2 separate regions of the Mus musculus genome follow, and region 1 is linked to region 2. The links are chromatin contacts, called in public ChIA-PET maps. All regions are on one chromosome and are shown on one strand. Each heading gives the region's core, a stretch centred on a gene start, on an enhancer-like site or on the middle of the called end of the contact. The rest is flanking DNA. Distances are from core to core; before and after follow the strand shown.

What was found. ChIA-PET counts read pairs in DNA pulled down with a chosen protein or histone mark.
Region 1: a contact with region 2 is called in an RNA polymerase II ChIA-PET map of memory CD8 T cells, with 5 read pairs. The contact joins two enhancer-like sites.

Annotation. Positions count from the first base shown.
Region 1 is chr12:73,698,060-73,701,125 of GRCm38.p6, reverse strand. It overlaps Prkch (protein kinase C, eta), which reads right to left. Exons shown (of 14, transcript NM_008856.4): 7 at 818-945. Among named protein-coding and RNA genes, the nearest start is that of Gm34189, 83 kb to the left of the region's middle. Within about 2 kb of position 1,380, at least 52 of the 459 cell types and tissues checked have an H3K27ac peak or open chromatin away from gene starts, as enhancers often do. A contact at or near this core is called in memory CD8 T cells, where this site is marked.
Region 2 is chr12:73,340,703-73,344,000 of GRCm38.p6, reverse strand. Slc38a6 (solute carrier family 38, member 6) reads right to left here. Exons shown (of 16, transcript NM_001037717.3): 9 at 2,528-2,593; 10 at 2,241-2,294; 11 at 253-332. Among named protein-coding and RNA genes, the nearest start is that of Slc38a6, 56 kb to the right of the region's middle. Within about 2 kb of position 1,875, at least 67 of the 459 cell types and tissues checked have an H3K27ac peak or open chromatin away from gene starts, as enhancers often do. A contact at or near this core is called in memory CD8 T cells, where this site is marked.

The DNA of each region.
Region 1 (3,066 bases), core at 131-2,630, 360 kb before region 2:
TTTCTCTTTGATTACTTATAATTCTATCTTTTTAATGATGTGCTGTCAGCAGGTAGATGTTTCCCCCAGTATTGAATACCATAACACTAAAGACACTTGATGTTACAGAGAAGGAGGCACTGCCCATTCTGGGACTGTCACATAGCCTGGCTCCAGATCTCACAGCCATCCAGACATGGCTGCTTCCCAGCCTCCAACCAAGGATGTGGGCCAGAAAGACAACACTAAGAACTAGGAAGCAGCAGCTAAGGCTCTGATGGACAGCATCAGCTGGATGTCACTTGGGGAGGTTGCAGGACAAAACACAGCCAGGGCAAGAAAACCACTCCACCCATTCCCAAGCGTCCCGAGGAAGGAGCTGTCTGCTGCAGAAAGCAGGAGATGAACTCACAACCCTGGACACGTGCTGCAGTCTAGGGAAGTGGAGAACCCCAGGCACTGGCACCTTCAACCCCATTTAGAGATAAGGAAGCAGAGGCCGGTGGCTTCTGACCAGCTGTCCCGATTGGACACCAGCCAGGGGCGTACCCTAGGCATCTGGATTCTGAGATTCTTGCCAGACCAGATTGATAGGAAGCTGATTTTAAGGGGAGGTGGGGGGTGAGTCCGTTCTCTTGCTTCATGATATACATGCATGCTCACTGTTTTGAGCCCTAACTGTGTAGACTCTAGTTGGGGAGATAAAATGCCTTTTTTAAAGCACAGCAGACTTGTTCACTGGATTTGCTGAGATTATGTCCCCCTAGACTCTCATTTGAGCTCATTGCACCGGAATAACTTGCAACCTACAATACACAGCCAGAGGCAAAGGGCTCACCGAGGTTGGAGAAATATTTCCGGGTTGGAGACCCATCCCTGCCAGGGTCTTGGCAAGCTCCACGGCATTCACCCCGCAGTTTGGGGCCACGTTCGCCTGACACCGAATATGTACATTCATCTTACATACTGGAGGGAAGAGAAGAGAATCCAGGTTCACAAACGTGCTTGCAGGGAACATCGGTAGCCTAACGACTGTGACAGAAGAACGATACGGGCAGCTGGCAGTGTGATCTCACAAGATTAAACTCGCATTTAGAACAAGTCCTGGCATTTTCCCTGCTTCTGATTAGTGCAGAGGCAGAAATGCTAGAGCATGAAAGAATAGCAGGCTTCGAATAATAGATTTTGACTCTCTTCACCGTGGCTCGAGAGGATAGACTCATCTAAATCACACGTAACAGTTGCCTTGGCAGCAAGACACGATACAGAGATGAAGATGCTCATCACAGAGACCATCACGGGGCGGTTAGATAACAAAGGATCATGCTAACTGACTGCACTCCCTCTTGCCATTAAATAAAGGCAGCAGTCTCCAGGCTGCAGCTTGGTCACTGTTCAAACAAGGTGGAAATGGGTTTCTGAAGGGTTTATGCACCTTCTTTCCGGGTACTGCTGTGGTTGGGTGGTACTCCTAGCCCACAAAGAACATCCGGTAGGGCTGTGGTTCTAACTGTTTTATAGGGAAGAAAAAAAATAGCAAACTTTGAAGTGTTTGAAGGTCAGGGTTAATGACATTTGGAGAAGGGAGCAAAGCAAGCTACATTTCTTGTTATCTGTGAAGCTCCCGGGACAATGACAGCTCCCAGGTTTAATCGGCAGACATAAATTACTATCATGTTTCTTGAAGTGGGTCCTGCTGACAGAAGGCCCGGCTGAAGCCTTGTGCAATAAATGTCTCTTCGATGGAGCCACTCCGTCTTTGGAGACACAGAACAACCTAGACGTTATGGGGATTGCGTTTGTCCTTTGGGAAGCTTTCTTTATGAAAACGGACACCGCGTGAAGCAGAGAGAGGCCCTGATGCTTAAGCTCCATTAGCTTCATGGGAAATCGACTGGTATAGAGAGATGCAAACGACAAAGGCCTTTTAGAAAAGCCCTGTGGCAATAAAACCAAAAGTTGAAGGAGTCAAGTCACTGCAGGTCTGCTGCTCTGGGGCACCCGGGAACAGAGGGCTACAGGTGATCCCTATGTGTGGATCTGTACCCTAGCCGGAAATACAGGAAAACGGAAGTGGCTCACTCCCCGTGAGAGCCTGAGACCAGTAGCAAGCAACACCTCAGGCAAAGCTGCTGCTTCACTTAAGCTTGCTGCTGCTTCAGGTGAATGAAAAACGGTGCCACAGGGCCAGAGAGATGGGCTGTTTGTGCTGGTTTTCTTCTTACCCCAGGCTGCTCTGGGCCTCACTATGTAGATCGACCCTTGGTGCTGGAATTAGAGGCATGAGTTACTACGCCTTGCTAGAATTTGGTCCCTTTTGCTGACAGACAGTTTGACTGTCCCAGACAGCCAACGAAAGTTGTCATCCTAGTGTGTGTCTCATAAGGCTTCAGGTGCACCCCAGATAATCACATACTCATGGAAAATGACTCCGGGCCAATAGCTCCACAACCCCTAACAAAACAGGTGCTGGCCTTTACCCCACTCAGAGCCTTTGAAAAGGCAAGAGCTCCAAACAGCACCGTGTGCAGTTGGTGAGGTGCCAGCCACCATCAAAGCTTCAGCTCTCGCTCTTTGCCCTACCAGCTTCTTCAGTCACACCACAGGACTCTTGCAGACAACCCACGCAGCTCCTGCTAATGTGACAGCTCAACTGCTCCCTACTTCTGATGAGAGCCAGTTCTCACTTAGAACCCAAACCTTCTCTTCTGGTCATTCAGCTATACCTCCTCCCACCTGTGCTCTCTCTCTCTCTTTCTCTCTCTCTCTCTCTCTCTCTCTCTCTCTCTCTCTCTCTCTCAGAGAACCCATTTTCAAAGCCCTCTTTCAAATGCCTCTTAAAAGCATACTCAGCAACAAGTAGCCAACAACTAGCACAGTAGATCTTTAGATGTAACTTCTAATTTAATCTATATTATTATAGGGATCTGACACACTTCTCTTTACATGTACTCCAGCCCAACCAGTGATGCTTAAATAACACAACTCAGGTATTAATATGTAAACCATCAGCCCCAGGTCAGATTATAAGCCCACAGAACTTCAAAGGCTTATAGTACAATGCTGTCACAGAGAGAAGGAGGAAGC
Region 2 (3,298 bases), core at 626-3,125:
TCCGTAACAAGATCTGACGCCCTTTTCTAGAGTGTCTGAAGACAGCTACAGTGTACTTACATAATAAATAAATAAATCTTTAAAAAAAAAAAAGAGTTGCTGTGGTCATGGAGTCTCTTCACAGTAATAAAACCCCGACTAAAACAATTACTTTGTTTTGTTTGTAAGCTAACACTTGGAATTCAGGGCAATGGGGAAGGGTTCATAAGTGAGAATGTGACTTGATCTGAAGGCCACAGCGTTCCACAGTACCTTTGAAGCTCACAGTATATGGGCAATACTGAGGTATGGCAGAGAAAGGAAAAAGCCATGGTTGGTATGGCGTAAACGCTCTGAAAAAAAATTAGAACAAAACACTATTATCTGTTACATCATTTGTATTTGATAATAACCTCAGTTCTTCTTGCTTTAATTACATTGTTATTTAGTTAGCCCTTGCAGAGGTCAGAGGGTGACTAAGGAGTCAGGCTTGCCGAAGACACTCATACAGCTGAGCCATTGCCAGCACAACAATAAAGCTCTTTCTAAAAAACAACTTAGTCAAATCTGTGCCATCTTTTGTGAATGATCTCTTCATACGACAGACAGAAAGAGAGAGAGAGAGAGAGAGAGAGAGAGAGAGAGAGAGGGGAGAGAGGAGAGAAGAGGATCTGCAGTGGCCAGCAACTACTATAGCTTAGGTGGCTTGCCGATTCTAACCACATTTTCTGGCTGGCCTCTCAAATCATGTTGCTTTATTACAATGATCACTTTCTACATTATTTGGATAAGATAAAACTAATTTAGGTAATATATAAAGAGCTACATTTAAAATAATTTTTATTATAATTCCAGTTGTTCTTAAGGTATGCACGATTTAAATACATCTCATTACCCAAGCAGCAATAGTGCTAATGCTTTCAAATCTGCTTTTAGTTACTCGATCCAAGTAAGTACTCCAAATAGAAGCCACATCTTTGTACTGCCAGAATCCATGACCAAGATCTTTCTTAATGAGCACCAAGATCATTAATTCTAGACCTGAAAAACTCCTTAGGATCTCATGTAATACATAAGCCTAAGGTTTCTTTAAAAATTATTATTAGAATACTTAACAAGAGCCAGAGAAAACTAGCAAGCCAAACGTTATTACCTCTACATTAAAGAACTGTCTTTAACAAATGGATGGTAATGATTTATTTTCTCTTTTCTGGTCTAAAAATATTTCTCCTGAGCTAGTGTTGGGCTCTTCACCAAAAGAAGTTCCAGATGAAGGCCTACTTTGGAATATCGTACCTAGGACGTTGTGTTTCTTGAAGCTGTATTAGGGGAATGAGAGCTTAAGACACGTTCTCTGTTTCATAAGCTGCTCAGTTTCCTGGCCTGTCAACTCCCCTGCCCTGATCTAAGGCCCACGGAGGTCTCCGCCGTGTGAGAGATGTGGTGACCTCCTCACAAGGCTTGGGAAGACGCTTCTTGTTATAAACTGGAGATAAAAGGGAAAGTTTTGCACGGAGAACAACCCACATTAACATTCTATACTAACAAAGCTGTGCAGCGAGGAGAGGAGAGTCTGGTGTCTGGGGCCTGCAAAACCACATTTCAGCAGAAAAACAAAGTCGAGAGGAAGAGACTCCCAGAAACAGGAAGGCTCCGCCTTTTCCGTGAGAGCAAAGCCGGAGCCCCTGTTTGCCTGCTTGTGCTCAGGGATTCTTCCAGGCACTTTCCGGAGCCTACAGCTCTCTTAAGAGTGGGCATGGGACTTGGGTTTCTGGTCTCTGCTGTGAACATCATAAATTTCCCTGGAGTTCTGCTCAGAAGGTACTGGCAGTACTCAAATGCTGGCCCATTGATGAGGCTGTTTAACTAGAGACCAAAGTCCTACTCACCAGGGAGGAGTTTTTGATGTAATTGGCGATTTAGCTTTACAAGTCCAGAGCGCAACAGGAAAGCCATATCCACAGAGGACCTTACTGGCCAGACCAGACATTTGGTAAATCTGTTCTTTTAGGCAAAGGCCCATTTAAAACAGGCTCCATTTAAAAGCATGCCAAAAGAAAGAAAAGAAAAAGGTGGCTGTTTCATAATGGGCCACCCTGTGTTAAATAATATTATTCTTCTGGTAGGCAATCCTATACTTAGCACTTTCATGAAAATTAATTAGTTACAGGTACAAAGACCTAAGAGACCCTGTAACACAAATCTCTTAAAACTTGAAATGTGAAAAATCAACCAAAAGTATCTGTTAATAACTTACACACCTCTTTGGAGAAATGAAAGAGCTTTGGTTTACAGTCATCTGTTGCGTTTGAAATCTGTTTAAGAGTATTGAGGGGAAAAGAAAAACCAATAGGTATTAAAAGTCAGAATACATCAACAAATATGATGAATTTATTACTACTAGAATTTCAAATCAAATTACTTCAAAGAAAAGGTCTAAACTGTTACGTAACTATTACCTTTCACCAACTAGGAAAATAATCATTTATCTTCAATTTCTTTTTTTTAGTTGAAAGGTTAAAAATAAAAAAAAGCTAAAAATTATTACCTGAAAGACTTCATTGATGCAATCTAAGGTCACAGGACAAGGAACGGCCCATTTTTTAATTACTACCTGTAAAAGTAAATGCAACCAGCACTTAGATGATCTGTAGTGAAATTCATCACAAGTTGATGCTTTCAATAAAGCCAAACAGAAGTTTCCTTGATGCTCCGATTTTCCCAGAGAGAATGGGGTCACCCTTTAACATGGTCACTGGGCGGAGGGGAGGGCCCAGCATGACAGGAGTGCTTTACATCTGATCAGTGGGGAATCCTGCTCATCAAAGACTCTTGTGTCAATTTTCAAAACTCCAGCAGTACACTGGTTCTGTTTTTAAAGTGCAACTCAAAGAGGAAGCACACTTTCAATAATAACTGCAAAGATTATCTATTATCGTCAGTGGCAGACAGAGCAGAAGAGAGGCAGAAGTGGGGGGAGACTTTAATTCTCAGTGTGCTTGTTGGTACTCCTGATGAACACACACTTTCACCTCTTCAGGTTTTCACGTTCGTGCTATTGGTGAGTGTGGAGAAAGCTGGCCAGAATCGGGTGCAGAGCTAGGGAACTCCAGCTGGAGGGATGCTGTTTCCCAGGACCATCAACGGGCATGCTTCAGGATTTGACTCTTAATTGTGGCCGTCCTGTTCCTGCAGCCCCAGTTGTGGCTGTGTCAACACTGCCATTGTAGCCCTGTTGCAGGCACATAATTACTCTGCAAATGTTTGCTCCAGGCTAAATCCCAGCATACAAAGGGGCAGAGGAAGAAAGGAAGCTTTT